Linked DNA regions of Ovis aries: region 2 is linked to region 1. A link is a contact called in public Hi-C data. All regions are on one chromosome and are shown on one strand. Each heading gives the region's core, a stretch centred on a gene start, on an enhancer-like site or on the middle of the called end of the contact. The rest is flanking DNA. Distances are from core to core; before and after follow the strand shown. Region 1 overlaps GLDC (glycine decarboxylase). Region 2 has its middle 39 kb from the start of GLDC.

Region 1 (5,957 bases), core at 1,971-4,470:
CACTCCTCCCTGTCCTTCAGTGGAATAACCTCTCCTAACACTTCAGTGATAGCAATGTGAACAGGGGAGCCAGGAGAAGCATCACACACAAGGGGACTGAGATAGAAGGGAGGACTGGAAAAAACAAAGAAGGAAAAAGAGCTGAGAAGAATCCATGCGTCGTAGAAGAACTCTGTTGCTGCTGTTGTTTAGCCGCACAGTCGTGTCCAACTCTTTTGCGATCCGTGGACTGTAGACCGCCAGGCTCCCCTGTCCATGGGATTTCCCAGGCAAGAACACTGGAGTGGGTTGCCATTTCTTTCTCCAGGGGATCTAACCGACCCAGGGGTCGAACCTAGGTCTCTTGCACTGGCAGGTGGATTCTTTACCTCTGAGTCACCAGGGAAACCTAGAAGAACTCTGCCCAGGCCCAGTCTCTCATCCTTATTTTGTGACCTTTCTGGTTTGGCCCCCAACTCCTCGACATTAACGTACAGTTCCTGGGGTCAGCCTGGAGAACTAGGAACCAGTGCAGGATGAGAAGTGTCACAGAGTAGACAGAACCTGGATTTTAGCTGGCCTTTTCTCGCTAGCTGGTCACAGGCCTACCACAAGCACCACAGTGCGGATCCCAGTGGCTTCCCCATAAAGCAGGAACAACACGGAGATGGTAACACAGAATGAATGGCTCCCTCTCCTGGAGTCCCAGAAACTTCATGGTTAAAGAGCATGAACCAGGGGCTACTCAGTACAAGGAAGCCACAGAGGAAAAATAGAAAAGGCAACTCTAAATGTCAGTCATCTGGTAGCCTCTCACTGGACAACCAGAATCCCAACATCTCCTTTCTGACTCTATGAAAGCACTGAGATTTTGAGGTCCAAAGAACAACTTTAATTTCAAACTAACCCTTCTTTAGAAAATCGAAGAATTCAAACCCAAGTGAAAAAAAATTTTAAAGTTGCAATATCAAGAAGGTGGGAGAAAAAAAGTGTTTCCTCTCATTTTGTGAAAGGAAAGTAAACTAGTATTTAAATTCTTCCCTGCAAAATCCAGGTAACTAGTCATAAATAATCTTCCAGCTTTAATAAAACTAGGAATGGACTAAGACGGGGCTACCACCAACTGCACCCTACTTCTGTGTGCAGCCAGAAGGACTCCGGCCCCATTTTCCCTAAACTTCCTGGGCTGGGCAGACGCTTGTGACTTGCTCCTGACTCTTACCTACTAATACCATCTCCACAGCTCATGAAGTTCAAGGTCAGCGTGGCCACCACCAGGAACACAGGCCTCCTTAGGCCACAATCTGAAGCCTGTGTTCTTAGGTCATCTGCTAAGGGCACTGCCTCAGGATTAGTGGAGGTCTGTGGAGCCCATTAGCACCTGCTGGTCCCACAAGGGCCTCCAAAAGCAGTTTGGACCCTGGAGACTAGACTCTAACTCAAAGCAAACGATGAAACAGAACCGTGAACTCTGCTCCATGTCTTCTTTTGTTGTTGAGAGCTGAGAATCACTAATAAGGAATTTATTTATTCAATAAATATTTTTTGAGCATACATAGGGCAAGAACTGGGCTCAGGCACAGTAGGAGTTATAGAAGAATGAAAGCTCGGTCTCTGCCCTCTGTCCAGGCCTGGGGCCAGGGCTGAGCCAAGGAGGGAGACGTGGAATGGCAACATTCCTTCCCCTTCCACCCTTTGCTCCCTGGGGGCAGCAGTTCTGCAGCCAACTGGCTAACTTTTACAGACTGGGTCTAAGAAGCCTTTTACCTCAAAACGTTTTCCCTCAAAATGGTCCAGTGAAAAGTCTTAGAGGCAAGGATCATAATAGCCACTTCATAGACATTTGTTTCTTGATTATATGTTTCCCCAACTTCTTCCAAGAAGACTTGGAGGGAGTATCCCACAGAACAAAAGGGACCCTAAAACTGAACCCACTGCCCTCCCCCCACCCCACTCCAGCGGTAAGCAAATGGTTCATACTCACAGTTCTGTGTGTCTCTCCTTTCGCATCTAAGTAGGCTCGGATAGAGGCCAGCCCGGCGTATTCCCCCTGGGCTCCGCTGCAAAGACAGGAAGAAGAGGGTCAGTGCTTTATGCCTCTCTGCCTTCATGTACTCATTCAATATTCATCAGGTACGGGCTGTAGGTTCACCAACATGTGACACAAAGTCCCTCCTAGAAAACAGTAAGCTCACCTAGGACCCCTGCACGAGCCGAATTCCACGAACAACCAGAACAACACCTGGTATGTGCACTATAGCTCACCCATTCCTACTCAGAGATGGGATTTCAACCCTCGCTCAGGACCATGCATCTAAAAAAAATCGTTTTCATTATGGAAAGTTCCAAAACTGTGCAAAAGTAGAGAGAAGAATGTAAGGGACCACCACATTGTGCCTCTTACCCAGCTTTAAAAATTAAAAGATTATGGTCAATCTTGTTTCTACCTATATCCCTCACTAACCCTCTCACTCTGAACTAGATTGTTGTGAAGCAAAACTCAAGCATCATATCATTTCATCAATTCAAACTTCAATATGTATTTTTCAAAGGTAAGAATTATTTTTTAAAATATAATTGCAATTATCACACTTAAAATGATGAACAATAATTTCTTAATATCACTAAATATTAGGCAATGATCCGATTATACTGCAAAGGAATTGTACATTGAGTACAATTAATTGAGTGTAATTGAGTGTGGTACCATTCCTGACAGACTCGGGGTCAGCTTTCCTAGGCCCCACATAGTCACGGCTGCTAGAGGCTGGCCATACCCATCTCAGCAGTCCTTGAAGGCACCACTTTTAGAGCACACTTAATGACTAACATTCCAGGGAGGAGTGCTGAGTCAATCATAAACTGTTACTTAATGTTCTCAGTACTCTCTGCAGGAAGGAAAGGAAGTGAGTAATAGGTTTTTTAATCCCATTCAAAATGCATATTTCCTCCATTTCACAAAATTACACCATCTTTTGACTCTGTGGAATGCCCAGTGGTTTTGGCATTCATCCCTCCTGGTCACCCCGTAATAATGAGATCATACTCTAAAAAAGAACAAGGCTTAAGAATAAACTAGATAAATTGTTTTATTTCTACATGAAAAGCTAAACTTGAGCCCTAGAAAACATTTTTTTGAGAAAATGGTGGGATAGAACCAGTTGAATATGACATATCTGCAAACTAGTATAGGGACATTGATGGCTTGGTGTCAGGAGATGGCAGGATTGACGATTTAGGGCTCAGCATGAGAAGAGGACAGAGCAGAGGAAAACATCGGGGGTGCAAGGCTTGGAGTCTGGCTGGAGGAATAAAGGGAAGCGGTGAATCCACAGCGTGGGTGCCACAGAGCAACAGAAGAGAATAGATGAGCTAAGGAATAATGGTAAGTGTAAGCTGCTCCAGTAATTAAGCACTTCCTATCTGCCAGGCACTGTGGTGCATAGACAAACCACAGGTAAATGAGAACCATTACTGCTGTCACCACCAAGCATTTTATAATTTTTTTTTTGACCTCAGAAAATGTATAGACTAGTATTAGGCATGGAGCAGCTCTGCAATACATGTTTAGTCAATTTGTTCAAAACTGAGTTCTTCTTCAGTCCAGACAACATTAATGTCATCATTTCGCCCATGGAAAAGGACTTCAACAAATGGACTTTGTCTCTACTCAATACTCTGTAATGATCTATTTGGAAAAAGAATTTTTTTTAAAAAGTGGATATATTTACATGTATAACTGATTCACTTTGATGTATAGTGGAAACTAACACATTGTAAATGAACTATACTCCAATAAAAATGAATTTGCTGCTGCTAAGTCGCTTCAGTCATGTCTGACTCTGTGCGACCCCATAGACGGTGGCCCACCAGGCTCCCCTGTCCCTGGGATTCTCCAGGCAAGAACACCAGAGTGGGTTGCCATTTCCTTCTCCAATGCATGAAAGTGAAAAGTGAAAGTGAAGTCGCTCAGTCGTGTCCAACTATTAGCGACCCCATGGACTACAGCCTACCAGGCTCCTCTGTCCATGGGATTTTCCAGGCAAGAGTACTGGAGTGGGGTGCCATTGCCTTCTCCGAAAAATGAATTTAAAAATGGATTTTGTATTTCCTTCTGTGTTTTTCTCATGACTTCTACTCATCTTGTGCTGGAAGATCAATCAAAGAAGGAAAGAAGAGACTGGAGCTAGGAGCCAGCAATCTAAGAGAAAGGCAGTATGCCAAAGACTTGATCAGAAATGCTGGATGTTTCCCGGCTTAGATGTTCTTAAAATCAGTCATGTTCCAAAAAGCGCAAAAGATATATCCTAAATCCTCCATAAGGATTATTCCTGGGGTACTATGAAAATAAAGGGAATTATTAGTGCCACCTGTTGGTGAAAAAGCATTATGAATAGTATCTGCTTATCTGCATAACCCAGATGAGAACTCATCAGGAAAGTACTACATGTGGAAGGGCAGCTAGGATAGTGGTTTTCTGACATCTATTCAAAACCAAGGGATTATACTGCATGGCACAGAGGACTCGATTCAATACTCTGTAATGGCCTATATAAGAAAAGAATCTTAAGAGCAGATATATGTATATGTGTAACTGACCCACTTTGCTATAAACCTGAAACTAACACAACATTGTAAATCTACTATAAAATAAAAATTAAATTTCTGCATGGTTTTTAAATTTATGAAAAAGTTAACATAGAACCCATTTTGCATGACTGCAGAATATGCTACAATTCATGACTTAGGGTGAATCCTGAAGTGAAGTGAAGTGAAATCGCTCAATCGTGTCCGACTCTGCGACCCCATGGACTGTAGCCTACCAGGCTTCTCCATCCATGGGATTTTCCAGGCAAGAATACTGGAGTGGGTTGCTAGTTCCTTCTCCAGGGGATCTTCCTGACCCAGGAATCGAACCCAGGTTTCCTGCATTGCAGGCAGACGCTTTACCCTCTGAGCCAGGGAAGCCCTAGAAGTCGCCAAAATTCATGCTGAATTATACTATAATTGAACTGAGAAAACAGTAGCATGTTTTATTTAAAACAGTCAAAGTGGGATGTTGTATTGATACAAGTCAAAAGGTATTAAAAATGTGCTCTAGAGAAAATGACGTTATGTATGGATCATAACTGAAAATTTAGGTGCTTATAATTTCAGCTTTATACATTTTTTGAATTATTCTTGTTTTAATTTTCTCTATTCTTCTGAAAATCATTAAATAGGTTAACACACCATTGTAGTTCACACACCAATAGCCACATTAAACGTGCAGTTTCAGAGACGTTTTCTTTTAAGCTGTCTACTAGTCGGTGGGCCTATTTTATTTTATTTTATTAACAACATCTGAAATTCTTAAGTTTTCTATACAATGTCCCTAAAAAATGTTACAATTAAAAAGACATTTTTGTGAAAAAGATTTTTTGAGTGATAAACTGTAAATTTAAATATGAAGTGAATTCCTTCCCATCTATAATATCTAACACCTAGCCCATTGCAAAAACTGAAACATTTGGAAGCTAAAATATGCATCATTACCCAATGAAACCAACATTTTTATAGATATAGGATTATTCTAAAATTTATATGTAAAGACAAAACAACTGAAATAGCATTCTGAAAAAGAAAAAAGAGGAATCAGTCCTGCCTCTAATGTCAAAGCTCTCCTTGACCTGATGTCCCTTTTCAAGTAGTCAGACAACAAGCTCCTCTGGATCTTAGTCTCCATCTGTCACATGGAGATAATGCCACCCGATTTACAGATGAATTTAAAATTAGTATTAGTAATACATTCTTCTGACTTTTTAAAAACTTCATAATGAAAAAAGGGATGAAGCTTAAGGTTAAAAAAAAAAAAAAGCCCCTAATTCTTACCAGTTTTACTCCCTCAAAAGAAGCAGTATTACTAATTTCTTGTGATACATAATGTTTAGGTACACATATATCCCCTCCCTTTTGGAACTTCCTCCCGTCTCCCTCCC
Region 2 (5,957 bases), core at 2,086-4,585, 97 kb after region 1:
CCCATCCCCTAAGGATTCTTCATTTTGAATTTTTGTGTGAGTACATCTCCTTAGATCTTTACTATCACCACGATAGTTTGAAATGTCTTCATCTTATTTTGGACTTCTACAGTCATCTGCTAACTGGAGCTTTCATTTCTGCTTGTGTCTGTGCCCATTCTCCATTTGCAGCTAGAATAACACTGTATTCTAAAAGCAAAAATATGATCAAATCTCTTTTCTAGCTTAAAAAAACTTCTAATAGTTCTGTCTACTATCAGGATGAAATCACAATTCTTTAACATTGTCCACAAAACCTTTGTGGCTTCCCAGGTGGCTCACTGGTAAAGAATCGCCTGACGATGCAGGAAAAGCAGGCTCAATCTCCGGTCCAGGAAGATCCTACATGCTGTGGAGCAACTAAGCCTATGTGCCACAACTATTAAGCCTGTGCTCTAGAGCCTGGGAACCACAACCACTGAGCCCACGAGCCGCAACTACTGAAGCTCACATAAGGCAAGAGCCTGTGCTCCACAAGAGAAGCCGTGGCAATGAGAAGCCTGTGAGAGGCAACTGGTGTACCCCCTGCTTGCAGAACTAGAGAAAAGCCTGGGCAGGAAGAAAGACCCAGCAAAGCCAATAAACACATAAATAAAATTATATATATACGTATAAAAGAATGTAACATTTAGCAAGGTGTCCTGAGATATAAAAGCAAGAAACTAAGGAATGTAATGAAATCTTAAATTTCTACTTCCGGTTATGATGGACTTGGTTATTCATACTAATATACACACTGATAATGACTAAAGATGATGGATAAACTATATAAAAAAAGAATCTCAAAAGCATCAAATTACTGAAAGAAGGTAAGGAATTATTAGACCAAAAGGTAAGAGAAATTGGAACCCTACAGAAGCAAATAAGGCACCAGAGCACAAAAGCTACTTTTTCTCTGAAGACACTTTCTACTCAGGGGACATTTAGCTTTTTTTTTTTTCCCTTTCATTTTTTAGTTGCTTCACTGGACATAGAATAAGGAGCCAAGGTCCAGGACTATTTAAGGGGAAATGGTATTAAGTGATTCTCTGCATATACTCTAAGGGGAAGTGTAAACTAGTTCCCTTGAATTTTAGGAGTTTGCTTTTACCTTGACTATAATAGGAGGGAAAAAAAGAAGAGAAAAAAATCCCATCTGTGAGTAGAGGAGGCCATTGGGCAGTTCTTGCTCAGATTTGTAGCCTGGGTTAGCAATGGCCCAAGAAATGTCCACCCAGGAAAACTGGTCTGAGATTAAGACAGCCTCAAGGCACACAGCAGAAACAAACAAAAGTCCTCTTTGAAATAAGCCACAAATACTTTTTCCTCAAATGTGTCCCCCCCACCCCCACCACGGTTATAAAGCAAAGAGACAGAGAAACTAGACACCATAGACCATTCACAGCAGACATTATCAGGCAGCAGCAAAGAATCTGAAAATAATTCAGACATTAAAACCATCATGATACAGGTTACAAAATAACTATGACTACTATGTTTCAAGACATAAAATAACCCAGCTCCAATCAGCAAGATGGGAAGCCCAGGTGGCTCAGTGGTTAAAGCCTGACAATGCAGGAGATCCATGTTAAATCCTTGAGTTGGGAAGATCCCCTGGAGGAGGCAATGGCAACTCACTCCAATATTTCTTGCTGGAAGAATCCCATGGACAAAGGAGCCTAGTGGGCTACAGCCTATGGGGTTGCAGAGTCAGACAGGACTGAGCAGGCCTGCGTGCACAATTAGCAGGCAACAGAGAGGACAGAAAAATATGCTTAAAGGCTCATGTATATGGAATCAGCAAGATCCAGAGTCAAAGGTCCCAGGTTCATCAACAGGGCAATGAAAGGAATATAAAGCTTTAAATGTTTTGCAGCTAAAATAGGATGTTTAGTATATGGTTTACTGCAGATACCTTTTATTAATTTCCTTTCCATCACTGGCTTTCCATGAGCATTTATCAGGGAGTGTTTGATTCAAAAATATTTATTCTACAATTACTGAGATATTATCTCCATTAATAAATTAATACTTGAATCCTGATGTTAAAACAATCTAACATGCACATAATGTGTTATTCTCCTTATGTAATTAGGAGCCCAATACTAAATTAGGCTAATATTTAGCTTATCAGTTTTCAAACCTACATTTCTGAGTAAAACTGAAACTGTTATTTTCCTTCAATTTGTTTTCCTTGTCAAGTTTTCCTATCAGAGTTATACTAACCCTCATAAAAAGTATTCCCAGTTTTTGTCCATTTTTCTAGAATTGTTTGATTAATGTGGAAGTCAAAGCTATAACAAATTTAGGGTTACCAAAGAGGATGGAGGGGGAGATAAATTAGGAGTCTGGGATTCACATTACCATACATAAAATATATAAACAATAAGGACCTACTGTACGGCACAGCAAACTATTCAATAGTATATAACAATATACAATTCTTTTCAAAAAGAATAGATATAGATGTATAACTGAATCATTTTGCTGGACACCTGAAACTAACACAACATTGTAAACTGACTGTAATTCAATTAAAAAAATTTTTATAAAGAAAGAAAACAGGGGAAATAATTGGGAATTATGTTTTCCTTATAATGTTTGGTTTAACTTGAGAAGGAAGCCTGGGTGGCCTGGAGTCTTCTTAGAGGGAACGCTTTGGACTACTCTTTCAATCTGTTTGCGAACTATTTTTTCCCCTGCATATGGAAAAAGCGGTACCTCCGGGGGACTTCTGTATTCCGGGAAGCAGACTGCGGAGGCCCTCGGCCACAGAACTGAAGCAAAGGCGCACAATACGTGGTCACTGCCGGCCATGGGAGAAAAAACACACCACTCGGGGCAGAGTCGGGCCCCCATATCCCCTGCCCTGGAAGCGTGTTCCGAGGGCACCACAAGACAGCGTCCCCGCAGGACCGCAGCGGAGCCTATTGCACTGTGGGACACGCGTGGCTACTCTGCTCATAGAGTGTGGGTGCGGGCTTCCGCTCGCTGCCCTACGCACCTGTTTCTCCCGCCTGCTCAAACATCGTTCCCATTTAGGAAGAGGGGGCATCCCCATCTCCCAGGAGCAAGGAGGACTGAGAGGACGGCGCCAGTTCAGGTACACCTAAAGGTAATGGAAGCTGACCTGAGGCCTGAGAACCATCGGAGGCTCATGAGACCGTCTAAGTGTAACTACTGGCCGCCGCCGCCAAGGGATCACGTGCCAGACGGCTGGCTCGGGTGCCACGCGATACCGCGTAGCCGGGTCTTTGCGATGGAGAGTGCTACCTCAGGCGTATTTGTGCCTCTGTCTCCGCGCGGCTTTGGGTCCCTTGCTTTGCCGCATGCGCAGCGCAGGATTACGTCCTACGCAGCACACACCAGTCGCCTGCGTTGTCACCCGAACCACACTTCCATTTCTTTCTCCAGGGTGCAGAGACGGGCGCCCGCCTGTCTGCCTCTCTTGGGCTGCGGAGAAGGTTGTCATGGAACTGGAGGTCAGGGAATCGAATAAGACGTCCTCGCCCGCATCTGCTAAGAGACTATCGTGATCCCCATCCTGAGGGTGGAAGGAAGAGTGCCCTAGGCGGGAGGCACTCCCAGGGTTTCGGGCTTCTGTTCCGTGTTCTCAAGAGAAATGGAGCGGGGAGCGCGCATCCTAGTGACTCCGTGCATTCGGCCACGTCACTGTTACTTTCTCTCTCTTTTGGGACTTCTTAGGAGTGAGTCAGAGTCCTAGACACCCTAGGTGTCCCGGGGGCTTACCTCATTCGAAGGAGAACAACCATCTCCCTCTCCTCCGCTAACGTGTTTTGGAGTTCAGGGGACTTCTTTCTGGATTTCTATCAGTTTCTGCATCCCCCGAGACTTAACTCTAAGCTGATCTTTCACCCGTACTGGACCTGCCCCATGGCCGTTATGTGTATATAAAGTATAAACATAAATTGATCTTTTAGATTTTTAGCTGCCAAGTTTAAAAACAAAAACAAAAAACCCCTGCATAGTCCTTGATTTCCATCCCCACACCATGGTAATAGGACTGATCCTTCACTACCGTCCACTGGTATTAACCGACCCTGGATGCTTACTATTGGACCTGTCACATCTCATCTGCTCCTTTCATGGTATTTGACATAATATTCTCCAGTTATATCTAAATGAATGCTTCCAAAATCTCAAAAAAAATTCTCCTCTGGTTATTAGGTTTGCTGTTTTATTGAAACATATATTAATCTCTATGTTACCTTGGCATTACCAACCAAACAATTCAAACCTGATCCTTCAAGAAGAAGAGTATTTTTTATTATTAGTAGTAAGCAGACCATTTTAAAGTGAAGTTGTCTCTGCTTCAGACATGCAACAGCAAAATTGCTGTTTTAGCAAATAACCATTGAGGCTGTTTGATCATTTCAAATGTCATGAAAAATATTTTTAAGAAAATGCTTAAAAATAAACAAAATAATTTCCTGTTTGTCTTTATCTTGTTGCAAATCCTTTTTTGAACCAGTCTAGTTCTGTTCAGTTCAGTTCAGTTGCTCAGTCATGTCCGACTCTTTGCGACCCCATGAATCGCAGCACACCAGGCCTCCCTGTCCATCACCAACTCCCGGAGTTCACCCAAACTCACGTCCATCGAGTTGGTGATGCCATCCAGCCATCTCATCCTTGGTCGTCCCCTTTTCCTTCTGCCCCCAATCCCTCCCAGCATCAGTCTTTTCCAATGAGTCATCTCTTCATGAGGTGGCCAAAGTACTAGAGTTTCAGCTTTAGCATCATTCCTTCCAAAGAAATCCCAGGGCTGATCTTTAGAATGGACTGGTTGGATGTCCTTGCAGTCCAAGGGAGCCTCAAGAGTCTTCTCAAACACCACAGTTCAAAAGCATCAATTCTTCGGCGCTCAGCCTTCTTCACAGTCCAACTCTTGCATCCATACATGACCAGTGGAAAAACCATAGCCTTGACTAGACGGACCTTAGTCGGCAAAGTAATGTCTCTGCTTTTGAATATGCTATCTAGGTTGATCATAACTTTCCTTCCAAGTAGTAAGCGTCTTTTAATTTCATGGCTGCAATCACCATCTGCAGTGATTTTGGAGCCCCCCAAAATAAAGTCTGACACTGTTTCCACTGTTTCCCCATCTATTTCCCATGAAGTGATGGGACCAGATGCCATGGTCTTAGTTTTCTCAATGTTGAGCTTTAAGGCAACTTTTTTACTCTCCTCTTTCACTTTCATCAAGAGGCGCTTTAGTTCCTCTTCACTTTCTGCCATAAGGGTGGTGTCATCTGCGTATCTGAGTGAAGTCGCTTAGTCGTGTCCGACTCTCTGCGACCCCGTGGACTGTAGCATACCAGGCTCCTCTGTCCATGGGATTTTCCAGGCAATAGTACTGGAGTGGATTGCCATTTCCTTCCCCAGGGGATCTTCCCGACCCAGGGATCGAACCCAGGTCTCCCGCATTGTAGACAGATGCTTCATTGTCTGAGCCACCAGGGAAGTTATTGATATTTCTCCCGGCAATCTTAATTCCAGCTTGTGCTTCTTCCAGCCCAGCATTTCTCATGATGTACTCTGCGTATAAGTTAAATAAGCAGGGTGACAATATACAGCCTATGGTGGAATATGTTTTACTGACTGAATGAGTGACTCCTCTATATACGGTTAAAAGATAAAATACACAATTTATCTGTCCAGTACACAGGTTGGGAGCCCTGTGCTAATGCTGTTTGTAGGGCTGCAGTTCAGTGTTCTTCTGTCACTCTGAATCATGGAATAATGCGTTCAATGTACTTCTTATCACATTATTGGAAGATGTTGTAAACGAACCTCCTGCTTTTTCTTCATTGTTGTTGCTGCTGCTGCTGCTAAGTCGCTTCAGTCGTGTCCAACTCTGTGCGATCCCATAGATGGCAGCGCACCAGGCTCCTCCGTCCCTGGGATTCTCCAGGCAAGAA

What was found. Hi-C and Micro-C count contacts between places; a contact is called where the count stands out from the background.
Region 2: a contact with region 1 is called in a Hi-C map of omental adipose tissue, with 2.1 times the contacts expected there. The contact joins two enhancer-like sites. A contact is called at or near these places in 5 of 16 Hi-C or Micro-C datasets (hypothalamus, muscle, omental adipose tissue and 2 more).

What each region holds. Positions count from the first base shown.
Region 1 is chr2:74,561,106-74,567,062 of ARS-UI_Ramb_v3.0, forward strand. GLDC (glycine decarboxylase) reads right to left here. Exons shown (of 25, transcript XM_004004372.6): 16 at 1,964-2,039. Among named protein-coding and RNA genes, the nearest start is that of GLDC, 59 kb to the right of the region's middle. Within about 2 kb of position 3,221, at least 3 of the 54 cell types and tissues checked have an H3K27ac peak or open chromatin away from gene starts, as enhancers often do.
Region 2 is chr2:74,658,461-74,664,417 of ARS-UI_Ramb_v3.0, forward strand. No RefSeq gene overlaps it. Among named protein-coding and RNA genes, the nearest start is that of GLDC, 39 kb to the left of the region's middle. Within about 2 kb of position 3,336, at least 34 of the 54 cell types and tissues checked have an H3K27ac peak or open chromatin away from gene starts, as enhancers often do.